Regions from separate parts of the Neogale vison genome. Here region 1 is linked to region 2. A link is a contact called in public Hi-C data. All regions are on one chromosome and are shown on one strand. The core of a region is the stretch at or near the end of the contact, and the rest is flanking DNA. Distances in the headings are between cores, read along the strand shown.

Region 1 (6,384 bases), core at 3,520-6,019, 150 kb after region 2:
AGAGAAGCAATTGCCCCCAGTGGCTCTAAAGGCCCTTAGGGGATGGTGGCCTTTCCTCTTACAAACAGGTGACCCCATGGGTCAGTATTGGCGTACTGGGAACTCATTTCTCCCTAGCGGCCCCTTGGAAACCTCTGCAGAAAGATGACAGTCTTCCCAGATCCCTTCTTTGCCACTGGGGCACCAGAAGAGCAGCTGAGAACTGGGAAGAAGCCCCTTAAATTCCTTTCCCATCAGGCTTGAGGGGAGGTTTGGTGGGGGAGGGGAGAACTCAGTTAGTCAGTCACCACATATTTGCTAAGAACCTACTGTGAACCAGGCACTGCTCTAGATGCTTCGGATAAGTGAGGACAAAACGAATAAAATTCACGCCTGTGGAACTCACATCTGACTGTGAGGGGAGGCCAAAACCGGTTCTGGCTTCAAGCTGGGCCCAGATTCCTCTCCTCCCGCAACTGCCCAGAGTGAGCCGCAGCTTCGGATCCTCGCAGACCTCCTGTCCCCTGACAGAGGCCCAGACACTTCCCAGCTGCAGCCTGTCGCAGCAGATCTGCAGAGGACATCAGCCTGTGCCATCTCCTCGGAGAGGCCCAAAGCCACTGGCAATCAATGAGATCAGCACCGGCCACAGTTGGTGGCAAACCCTGGCGGGCTCTGGGTGAATCTGTGGGGTCAGCTCCCTGCCACCTGCTTCCTGCCTCAGTGGCCACAAGGGAAACACCCCCTTCTGAGGAGGGAGAGCCTGTCACCCAGATAAGCCGCCGCCGCCAGTGCCCCCACTTCAGCAGGAAAACCCACTGGTTGAGAGGCTGTCTCTCTTCTGGCTGTTTTCCTGACTGAGTAGAAGCAGCTCGAACACCTGCAGAGAGCAAGGAGATGGGAGATTAAAGGTAACCCTCCTTACCTCTGAAACACCCTCCACCTCCCCAGATCCAGAACCACTTCCCAAATACACCGTTTTTAGAGAAAAAGAAAACAAACTCAGATCTGCCACTGTTTGCAAACCCCAGACAACCTAGGGGCCATCTTCTCCCTGTCATGGGCAATGGAGAGTGGCTCCTGACATCTGTTTTCTTTGAAGAGCCTGTCAGAGACACAGCAGCAACAGCCCACTGCCCCTCAGGACTGGGGCCATGATCCCCCAGCTCCCAGGACTAGGGAGGCAGAGGCAGCCTCCAAGGTGGGTCTCCGGGGGTGGGGGGGCCCGTGGCTGCAACATCCCCTCACCCACAAACTACTGGGGCGGATTTTCCCAAACCACTCAGAGCAAACTCCTCTTTTGGACTCCACACCATGCCTAGATGTTCAGTCCTTGCCTACAGCTACGGAGGGAGATCTCCAGGCCAGGCACAAGTCACTCTGTGATATGATAAAATTTCTGAAGCTTAAAAAAAAAAAAAAGGTCAGCAAAATGCAAAGACAGTTGCATGAGCTGAGTCTTCCCATGCACAGTTATTTCTAGATCAGGATTTTCAAGTCGGGTGGGGTAAGGTAGGGGAAATAGCAGTCTTTCTAGGGGCTTTTTCAAACCACCTATAATCCCCCCACTTCCAGTTTTGGAGGCGCTAGCACAAGCCTTAGGGGCCCTCGGACACAAGCGGCATTGGAAGCCCGGAGGGTCTGGTCAAGCACAAACCATTCTGCACCCCCCGCCCCCCGCCCCCAGAGTTTTTTAATTTCATAACTCGGAGCCGGAGTCCAGAAGGTACGTGTCTGACTACTGGTTCGGAGAAGAAACCATTTATTGTTTATTGCAAAGGAGCAAGACCAAATTTCCCTGTCTTTTCTCTTGTTGCTGCCACTCTGAAATGGGGGGTGGGAAGCAGGGGGCAATGGCTTTGAGATAAGCACATGACCAAGCCTCCAGCCCTATCTGTGAGGACTGCAGACTGCAGTTCCCCGCCGGTCATGAGCTGAAACCAGGCTGGGAGGCACCAGCTGCTCTTTTAGCTGGAGCTTGGACATGAAGAGAATAGGGCACAGATGCCCCCCACGAGGGCCGGGAGCCTCAGCTCGTCCTGTGGCCACGCTGAGGGGCCTCTTGGGGATCAGTCCTCAGACTGGTGCAGAAATGTTCAGAGGTGAAAATCTCATTCCCAGAATTCAGAAGGGACATTGTGGCAACCAAACTTACAGCTTTTATGGCCAAGTCATACCATTAACCCAAGTTATACCATTAACCCCAAGTGGTCCCAATCATGACATACAAAGGAAGATGGCCTGTGGTTCCATGGAAGGAAAACCACAATCTTGGGAAAGAAGAATTTTTTAAAAAATATTTTATTTATTTGACAGATAGAGATCACAAGTAGGCAGAGAGGCAGGCAGAGAGAGGGAGGGAAGCAGGCTCCCTACTGAGCAGACAGCCCGACTCGGGGCTCGATCCCAGGACCCTAGGATCATGACCTGAGCCAAAGGTAGAGGCTTAACCCACTGAGCCACCCAGGTGCCCCAAAAGAAGAATTTTTTAGAATTAACTTCTATCTCCTATGGTGTTCTCATCACAAAAGAGGTTGTAGAGCGCCTAATTACACAACGGGGGAGTGGATTCCTGCACTTCCTTGAAGACTGGGAACCACATGTCAGCATCCCCAGGGCCTAGCACAGTGCCTGAAATACACTAGGTCCTCAGTGAAAGATAAATGAATAAAACCCTTAAATTTGGTTTACAAGTCAGGGCACCTGAGTGGCTCTGCCTGTTAAGCATCTGCGTGGAATCAAACCCTGTATTGGGCCCACTGCTGGGTGAGTCTGCTTCTCCCTTTGTCTACTGCTCCCCTTGCTTGTGCTCACTCTCTCTCTCTGTGTCAAATAAATAATTAAATAAAATCTTTTAAAAAAAATTCTGGGGGTTTGTAAGTCAATGCCTCCCAAAGGGGGAAAAATACCATCACAGGGCAGAGCTGTGGGGGCCTCAGGCCAGTCTAACAAGGAATCCTGCAGTCACAGAGCAAAAATCCTTCTCCTGATGCTGTTGGCTCTCCTGCCTCTGTTCCCAGACATTTAGCTATTGGAGTAATTAAGACTGTCACCTATAGGCTGTCACCCTGAGCATTCAGAAACTTTCCCGTTACTCTTCCCAAGAGTTAATGATCTTCAGACCTTTCGAAGAGCATCTGTTTGAGTTGGTTATCTGAATCACCGATGGGGCTGATTCCAGGATTCTGAGTCTTCTCTCCGGTGGTGTGTATGTTGGGGGGTGGAGAAGAAGGACATTGGGAGAAGGGCTTATATTCACACCCATTCACATACAGACATGCCCATGGAAGCCAACACCAAACCCAAGGTATTAGCTGTTTCACCAGATGATTCATTTTCTCCTCTCTGGTGGGGACACAGTGGGGAGAACTGGCCATGTGTGGAATTAGTGACTCCCTGGAGATACACTCCCCCTTGCACCTTTGGGGGCTTGCCTTTCTTTCTTTTTTTGCCCCAAATCCAACTCAAAGTGCCCTTAAGTAGGGATTGTATGATGTACAGTCCAGATGAGTTTGCCAGTCCTCTTAGAATTTCCCACATTTCATTGTACCCCAAGACCAACTTCCACTTCCCAGACCAGTCTCAGTGATGTCCCAAGTGTTGGCCAAGATCATGGTAGAAAATATCCATTCATTTAGCATAAAATGCTTGTTGACACATGGCTCCACTATAGCACTCTACAGGAGCCCCTCCAAACATTAGAACTCAAAGACAAGATAAACTTTATCTCCCCTAAGGAACGAGTCTACTTCCTTTCCTTTCCTTGGCCACTAGGAGCCTTGGCATTCACTTTAGTAATAGCTTCAGGTTTTGTACATTTACATTCCTCCTCCTTCCTGTGGTCCTGAAATAGGCAGATAATTTTAATCTTATTGAATGTGTGTTCTTTGGTCAAAAGCACCCAATTTTTTTCATGTTTAATTTCTAGCTAAGTTCAAGGAATCAATGATCTTTGTGTAAAACAGAGAGTGAGAAATATAAGACCCGACTCTCAGAGAAGAAACCGACTGCATAAAAAAAAAGATTTGCCACAAACAAAAATTCCTGAAAACAATTAAGAGTTCAGAGTGGGGTACAAGCCAGTGATGCAACGATAACCTTGTGCCTGGGGGGCTACTCCTTCTCTAGACAACCACTTTCTTTCATTTCTCCATGAAGCTTGATGTTTGAGTCTCACATTGACCTCTGGAGATGAAAACAGTCTTACTAAGACTTGTAGGAAAAAGTCGTGTCATGCTTAACTGCAATCTTTCCACATAGGAAGGTTTGTCTAACAAACACCCATTAGACACCCATTGTTGTCAGAATCCTGCCAAGCTCTGGAAAAAGGATCTTCTGGAGAGCAAAGAAAAGAGTCCAGGCCTCTTTCCTCAAATGGTTTTCTCCCACCTGTGGTCATCTCTGTAGATAAAGGCTGCTGGTTCCCCAGTCTCCCAGATGGGTGTCTGAAAAAGGCTTTCGACCCTCCTGTTCTTGGGGGCTTTCAGAAGATCGTTGTGCATCGGGACTGGTGTGCGTGGGGCCCGGTCTGATCCCTCAGGACTTCTGCTTTACAGAGCCCGGGTCCCACCATGGCCTTGCCCCAAAGCCCGACCACGAGCTCCAGGAAAGCTGGTGTGAGGTGTCCCTGCACCATGTAGTCCTGATTCTCTCCTCTAATCCTCCCCAGGCTTCCTCCCCGGAGCTGCCGTGCTGGGGGTTCATGAGCTGTGCGGGCTGGCCCCTTTCCCTGCCTTTTTTTAAATATAAATTTTAAAATGGGACTTGGAGATGAAAGCAAGAATGCCAAAAGGAGGCCGATGCTTTCTTGTGTTCAATTACAGCCCTGGGGAGCACCCCACAGAAGGAGCCGCTCCCAGCTCCAGCCAAGATGAAATCTGCTTTTCCAATAAGCACTTCAAACAGCGAAGGAGGTTTTTGGCTGGACTCGGCACCTGGGAAGCCAACAGTTAATGGGGTTGGGCACCGAGGCCGGGCTCTCCGCCATCAGGGGAGATCTGAGGCAGCCGCTTTCACTGCCGCTCAACTTATAAGGCACTTGCTTGCCTGCTTCCCCCAGACGAGAGCATGAAGCCCACCTTTGGACCTCGCTGAACAGATCTTCCAAAAGGGGAGATTTTGTTATCCCAGGTAGTTGCTCTCCATATAATTTTTCTTTGTTGGTTCTTCAGGCCAGATTCCTTTATAAGAAGTTCTAGGTGTCATTAGAAATGCAGATAATAAGGAAATAAGGAAACTGAGGGAGATGGCTGGTGAGCAGGTGGATGGATGGATGGACAGACAGACAGATGGATGGATGGATACACAGACCGGCTGGGGACAGAAGGGGAGCAGCACTGCGACATAGAGGGGAAGCTTCGGCAGCTCTGTTTCATAAACCTGGAAAATGAAACTCCCCAAAGCAAATGACCCTCCCAAGCTCACCACTACTGAGCCCAGGCTAGACCCCACGACTTCTAGGTCATGCCCTTCCCATGACACCAGCCTGCTGCTCCAATAAGCTGGGCTGCACCTTGACAGGACGACGTCAGCATCTGGCCCTGCACTGACACAGGGCTCTCTGGAGGCAGTCGTGGTCAGGAGTGCATCCTGCGTGCTGGAGTTACTCAGTATTAGCCAATTATCAAGTCACAGAGGGAATCATCACCAGAACTCTGGATTCCAGCTGCATTCATGACCTCCTAAAGTCATACCTGGATTCGGGCAAATATACCCCAAACTGTTAGGTCAGAGAGTCTTTTGCATGGAGAGGAAACACCAGGGTGCGGAGCAGGAATTTCCCAATTTGGGTGTATGCCAAGGACTTGTCAAAATACACACTCCCAGAGCCCGTTCCTGGAGGCTTTGAGGGAGCAGGTCTCTGTGAATACAGGAGGCACAAGTTCAAGAGTAAAACACCCATCTCTGAAGTTTTGGGTCAAGAGTCACCTCCCGGGCAAGGCCTCTCCTGACCATTATATTTAAAATCACAACCCATATACCATCTCTCTGGCTCCCATCCCCTCCTGTTCCTTCCCTTCACAGCATGACACGTTCTGTCCCCCCCCCCCCCGCGAGGGACCCTACGTTAGTATCCTCCCCTCACATCCCTAGATTGCAGTCCTCACTCTAAAGGTGATGGGGTTTGGAGGCAGGGCCTCTGGGGCGTGACTAGAAAAACGTTAATAGGGCGGAGCCCCCATGCGGGGTTTAGCACCCTTCTAAGAAGGGGAGGAGCCCTGAGCTCTCACTCTCTGCCCCCTGAGGACACAGCAAGATAGTAGCCATCTGCAAACCAGGAAGAGGGCCCTTATGGTATTTTGTTATGCAGCCCAAGCTAAGATAGCTATATAACTGACCTGTTTCTTACACTAGTTTTTGGTCTTGCCTGCACTGGCAGCTCCCCGAAGGGAAGACCCATCTTGT
Region 2 (6,118 bases), core at 1,179-3,678:
TCCTTGCAGACTGCCACTGTATCTCTCATCTTGGTAATCCCAGGGTTTAACACAGTGTCTGGCACAGAGCGTGCGGTACAGAATGAAAGAACTAGAGGGGCTTGCCCAAGGTCACCCCGAGTCAGGAACCGCTGAATCTCATCCGGACGAGATCTGGTGGAACCATTTACAACATTATCTCAGTGGGGAGCTCGGAGGAAGGAAGGAATGAAGTGTCTGAGAAATGTGTGCCAGGCCTCTGGCGGCCTCCAAGCCTGGAGAAGGGCTGGGAGGGCGGGGGGCGGGGGGCGGGGTGGGGAGAAGCGCGACATCAAACAAGACGCTGGGCTCCCGGGCTGCCCGGAGCCTCCCGAGCAGCGCGCCGAGCTCCCGGGCGGCGGGAAGGGTGGAGGGGGTGGGGGCGCGGGGGCCGGCGACCCACGCTGGCGGGCGGGAGGCAGCGGTGGCGGCCCGCCGGCCAGGGCAGTGCGCGTCGCCCGCCCCGCGCGGCAAATCCCCCAGGGAGGCCGCCGCCAGAGCCCTGGCGCTCCCGGCCCGGCGCCCGCCACGTGGCACCCGGCGGCGGCGGCGGCGGCTCCTCCCGGCGCGCGGCCCGGCCAGCCGGCAGCACGCAGCCGCCTGCGCCGCCCGCCTCCTCCCGGCCGCCCGCCGGCGGCCGCCTGGGCGCAGCGAGGGGGAGCTGCCCGTCCGCCCTGGACCCGGGGAAGGGGCGGGCGGCGCGAAGCCGCTTTAACCGCAGCCGCCGAGCGGAGGCAGGAGGCTGACCCGGCCGCTTCCTAAGTGCGGTCAGGCATCTCGTGACCGCGGCGGGCGCCGGGGGCCCAGCGAGGGGAGGGAGGGAGGGCCGGGGCAAGGAGCAAACAAGAATGCCCCCACCCCTCCCCCGGGCTGTTGCTAGTGAGGCTTTCGGCCGAGTTAAAACCCCAAGCCCGAAATCAGGGGTGGAGTGGGGGGTTGGAATAATTCCCTACTATCCACCCCAGGGCGTGCGCTCCCCGCCCGGAAGGGCTGACCTTGGCCGGGGAAAGGCGGGGGGCGGTGGTAAGCGCCGGGGCTCGGCTCCCAGCCCGCCGCCCCCTCGGATTCCTGGCCCGGCGGGGGCCGGAGGAGGGGGGCCCCGGACACACACACACACCCCACACGCAGCGCGCGCCAATGAGCCCCGGCCAGGCGCAGGGGGCGGGGTTTTCCCAGGCTCGAGCACAGCAGCTGCTATTTACCTTCTTGGCTTCTCCCGGGGACCAAGAACCAGCCCCCGCGCTCCGCCGCCCGCCGCCGCCCCCCGCCTCCCTGCCCCCGGGGCGCGCGCACACACACTCACACACGCACGCACACACACATCCTCCCGGCCCGGCCGCAGCCGCGGCGGCAATAAAACATCCTGGCACGTGCTCCGGCTCCAGGCGCGCCCTCGCCGGCCGGCTGATGTCAAACTGCAGCTCGGCTGGTGTAGCTCTTAAAGGGCCCGCGCGCGCCGGGTGCAGAGGCGGCCCCGGCCGCCCGCGGGGCGAGAAGGAGGGGAGAGGCTGCCGCCCGGCGCACCACCTCAATAGGCCGCAGAACCCAGAGTCTGTGGGTGGAAAGGAAAAGGATGGCGAGGGCGCGCGCGCGTCCCTGAGGCTTTGCCATCAAAGCCCCTCTTGTTCATCTTTCATTTGAAATTCCATTTCCTTTCTGCCCAGTTGGAAATTATTCTGATTGTTTCCTGGGGAAGCGCGGGATCCAAGGCCCCAACTCCAGAAGAGGAATGAGGGACGGGCGGGGGGGGGGCGCCGATTTTAAAACAACAACAACAAAAAATCCCTTGCTCTGAAAATTCGTAAATGTAAGGTGGGAGGCATTTTTTTTCCTTTTTCTGCATGTTTTATATATATATATATATATATATATATATATACACACACACACATACACACGCGCACACACACATTGGCGTCCCTTTTCCGCATGATCGCTTTCCATTATCCTCCTTCCCCCAGTGTGTAGTGTCTGAGCGGGAAATCACTTAGATGTTTTGCTAACTCACACCATTGCATACGTTCTCCTCTTTTATCCCTGTCCTTCTAAGTCTTTTTTTTTTTTAATATATTTCAAATGAACTTCTTATTAGTGTCAAAGCAGCTCTATTACACATGTGAAAGGAAATAAAGAGCAAAGACCCTGGCCCCAAAAGAAATAAACTAGACTGGGACAAAACCTGCGGAAAAATCCTCTCTAAAGCAAAGCCCAGCAGGAAGAATAGCAAAGGGTTAAAATCCTTTTGATTGACGTTGTAGCCTCCGGTGCCCCGGGCTCAGGCGCGCGCCATTGGCCGCCAGGCCTTGTGCCTGGCGGCCAATGGGGGGGCGCGGTCCACGAGCTGTGCCGCGTGTCTCCTCCTCCCATTGGCTGAAAGTTACTGTGGGAAAGAAAGTTTGGGAAGTTTCACACGAGCCGTTCGCGTGCAGTCCCAGATATATATAGAGGCCGCCAGGGCCTGGGGATCACACAGGATCCGGAGCTGGTGCAGATAACAGTGGAATCCCCCGTCTACCTCTCTCCTTGGTCCTGGAATAGCGCTACCGGTCACCAAGTAGCCATAAGATATAATAAACCCTCAGCACTTGCTCAGTAGTTTTGTGAGAGTCTCAAGTGAAGGGGACATAAACAAAACAATTTTCTGTGTGAAGGACTCCAAAAATAAAATTCTCTAGGGATTAAAAAAAAAAAAAGCAACAGAAAATGCCAGCTGATATAATGGAGAAAAATTCCTCGTCCCCGGTGGCTGCTACCCCAGCCAGTGTCAACACGACACCGGATAAACCAAAGACAGCATCTGAGCACAGAAAGGTAAGGGCAGTACCACTCTCTCTCTGCAGCCTTAAGAAATTAAGTCGGGGTTGGGGGGCTCCCTTCTCCCTTGAAACCCCGGGGTGAAATGGCAGATCCCATGGGAACTCAGGGCTTCTTTTTTTTTTTTTTTCCCCCTTACAGTCCTCAAAGCCTATCATGGAGAAAAGACGAAGAGCAAGAATAAATGAAAGTCTGAGCCAGCTGAAAACACTGATTTTGGATGCTCTTAAGAAAGATGTAAGTGGATAATGCTGCCTTTTTTTTTTTAATTAAAAATGAAATACCATTTCTCATGTACAAAACGTGACCACCACCACCACCCCCGCCCCAACTGGCGGGATGGTCCCCGCCTGCACTGCGTTCTCTGAGGCCAGAGGGCCGAGCCCCCTCCAGGGTCCGAGGATGTCTGCGCAGCGGCCGGGAGGTGAGGGGGAGGGACCCCAGACTCCGAGGCCGCTGGCCGGGTTCTCACTTAGTGCCTTGCCTCTTCTTCTGTGCAGAGCTCGCGGCATTCCAAGCTGGAGAAGGCGGACATTCTGGAAATGACAGTGAAGCACCTCCGGAACCTGCAGCGGGCGCAGATGACGGGTGAGGGCGGCTAGCCGCGTCCCTCTCTGCGGGCGTCCCCTTCTCCCCGCGGTGATTTCTTCCAGACTTCCGCCCGTGGTTGTGAGAGGCATTCAGCTACATTTTACTGCCTTGGCTCACTCTTGCGTTCCCACGGTCTGGGGCTTATTTATAGCCACAACTCCAAGTTGTTACTGTTCCGGAAAGGGAGGGAGAGAGGTTGTAGCGGCGAGGGTGGCGGGCGACTTGGCAGTGGGGGGAAGCGGGTGGGGACGAAAAGACTCAGAACCGAGGCGGTTTTGAGCTGCGTGGAACGTAGGGGTCACCTGGTTTAGCACTCCCCGCTTCCCCATTAGAGTAGGGGAAATGCGGTCCGGGTGGCGGGGAAGCGGGGGAAGGGCATTGCCCAAGGTCACTACGCGCGCGCGGACCGTGGGGGAAGATGTGAGGCTGAATGGGTTAAAATAGAGCTGCGGGGAATGGAGAGGAACCGTCTCGACTCCGGCTGCCAAGCTAGTGTTGAGAGGTGGAAGGTTTTTCTAAACCACCACCCTACCCCCAACGCCAGCCGGGGGCTGTTCCGCGGGCGGGTGGTCAGGGAGGAGCCGCCGCGGGGACCTCCCAGGGCGGAGGCGGTGGCCTCGGGGCCAGGGCCACTGGGTGACCCGTCTGTCTGCTTCTGGCCCGCAGCCGCGCTTAGCACAGACCCGAGCGTGCTGGGGAAGTACCGCGCCGGCTTCAGCGAGTGCATGAACGAGGTGACCCGCTTCCTGTCCACGTGCGAGGGCGTTAACACTGAGGTGCGCACCCGGCTGCTCGGCCACCTGGCCAACTGCATGACCCAGATCAACGCCATGACCTACCCGGGGCAGCCGCACCCCGCCTTGCAGGCGCCGCCGCCGCCGCCCCCGCCGGGACCCGGCGGTCCGCAGCACGCGCCGTTCGCGCCGCCACCGCCGCTCGTGCCCATCCCCGGGGGCGCGGCGCCCCCTCCCGGCGGCGCGCCCTGCAAGCTGGGCAGCCCCGCTGGAGAGGCTGCTAAGGTGTTCGGCGGTTTCCAGGTGGTGCCGGCTCCAGACGGCCAATTTGCCTTCCTCATCCCCAACGGGGCCTTCGCTCACAGTGGCCCCGTCATCCCAGTCTACACCAGCAACAGCGGGACCTCCGTGGGCCCGAACGCAGTGTCGCCTTCCAGCGGCCCCTCGCTCACGGCGGACTCCATGTGGAGGCCGTGGCGGAACTGAGGGGCTCAGGTCACCCCTCCCCCTAAACTCCCAACCCACCTCTCTTCCTTTGGGACACTCAACAGGAACTTGGACACTGGGAGAAAAGAGGACTTTTGTGATTAAGTGGTTATTTTGGTTTTTTTAATTTCTAAAAAGTTACTTTTTTGTAGAGAGCTGTATTAAGTGACTGACCATGCACTATATTTGTATATATTTTATATGTTCATATTGGATTGCGCCTTTGTATTATAAAAGTTCAGATGACATTTCGTTTTTTACACGAGATTTCTTTTTTATGTGATGCCAAAGATGTTTGAAAATGCTCTTAAAATATCTTCCTTTTGGGAAGTTTATTTGAGAAAATATAATAAAAGAAAAAAGAATGAAGGCTCCTATGTCTTAGAGCTGATTATTTCAGAGTTGTGGTTTTTTTTTGTTTTTTTTTTTAAAGAGGAGGCTCTTGGCAGAATGTGGATTACAGGTAATTTTGAAAATTCAGTCACTGGCTCCTTTGTTATTAGAAGAACATTTTTAAAAATCCGTCAAAACTTTTACCAATGCTCCGTGAATTAAATTACACTTAATTTGCAGGAACCCATCTAATATGGCTACTCTGATCAATTTGTGGCCTATCTCTTAAAGGATTTCAAAAAATTTTTTGTTGCAGTTGGGTAAATCATTCAGTCCTGGTTCTCCCACTAGCTCCTGAGGAAGGTTGAACCCAGCTGAAGTAATGAAGTTAATAGAGTAATGCGTGCTCACTTCCCATTAAGGAAGACCCTTGTTGGCACTCTGTCTGTCCAAAGTAAATGGATTCAGGCAGCCTCTAGCCTTCAGTGTTGGAGCCTGTTTAATTAGTGAATACTAAGGTGCAGCTAGGCATTCCCTTGTACCAGCATCCAAAAGTTTGAAAATGCCTCTCTGCACCCTCTTCAAGCAAGCTGAGAAGGTCAACAGATTCCTTCTGCCAAGGGACAGCTAGTTAGACTCCCAAGTGGACCCCAAGTCCAGATGATTAACACCAGACATATGTTTTTGATAAGTTTCTGCGCTTGGCTCTAATAGAGAAAGCATGTGGGGGCCGCGCTGGCAGGCACACAGGCCATCTTCCCTTTAATACAAACAGCAAGCGACCCCTTCGCTTGGTCATGCCCCATTTCCAGGCAAGATGTGGGCTCCAGATAGAAGCAAAAGGGTTGTCTCGGGTTTCAGCTCACATAACCCTCCTTAACAAGTCCTAACTCAAAGCGGACAGCTTTAAACTGTGCCAGGATCTGCAGGGAATTTCTTCCAAATCCCATCACAAAGGCTTGTCAGATTTTGTCAGATTTGGCCAGGTGTTTGACTGCATCCAGGTGTTGGGGAAATGAAAACCACGAGCCCTGCGAGACCAGACACATCAGCCGCGCTGTGGGTCTGGCGGGCGCGCCCTCCTCCCCCACCGCCGGCCAGTCCTCCTCCCCTCCCTTGCCCCTCCCGCCAGCCTCCTCTCA

The links. Hi-C and Micro-C count contacts between places; a contact is called where the count stands out from the background.
Region 1: a Hi-C map of fibroblasts shows a contact between it and region 2, with 5 times the contacts expected there. The contact joins the enhancer-like site here to the promoter of HES1 in region 2. A contact is called at or near these places in 2 of 3 Hi-C or Micro-C datasets (fibroblasts and muscle).

The regions. Positions count from the first base shown.
Region 1 is chr6:116,000,617-116,007,000 of ASM_NN_V1, forward strand. No RefSeq gene overlaps it. Among named protein-coding and RNA genes, the nearest start is that of CPN2, 24 kb to the right of the region's middle. Within about 2 kb of position 4,770, the one cell type or tissue checked has open chromatin away from gene starts, as enhancers often do. A contact at or near this core is called in fibroblasts, where this site is marked.
Region 2 is chr6:115,857,837-115,863,954 of ASM_NN_V1, forward strand. It overlaps HES1 (transcription factor HES-1), which reads left to right and starts at 2,429. Exons shown (of 4, transcript XM_044252022.1): 1 at 2,429-2,829; 2 at 2,974-3,069; 3 at 3,333-3,420; 4 at 4,090-5,012. The coding sequence starts at 2,722. The coding sequence ends at 4,643.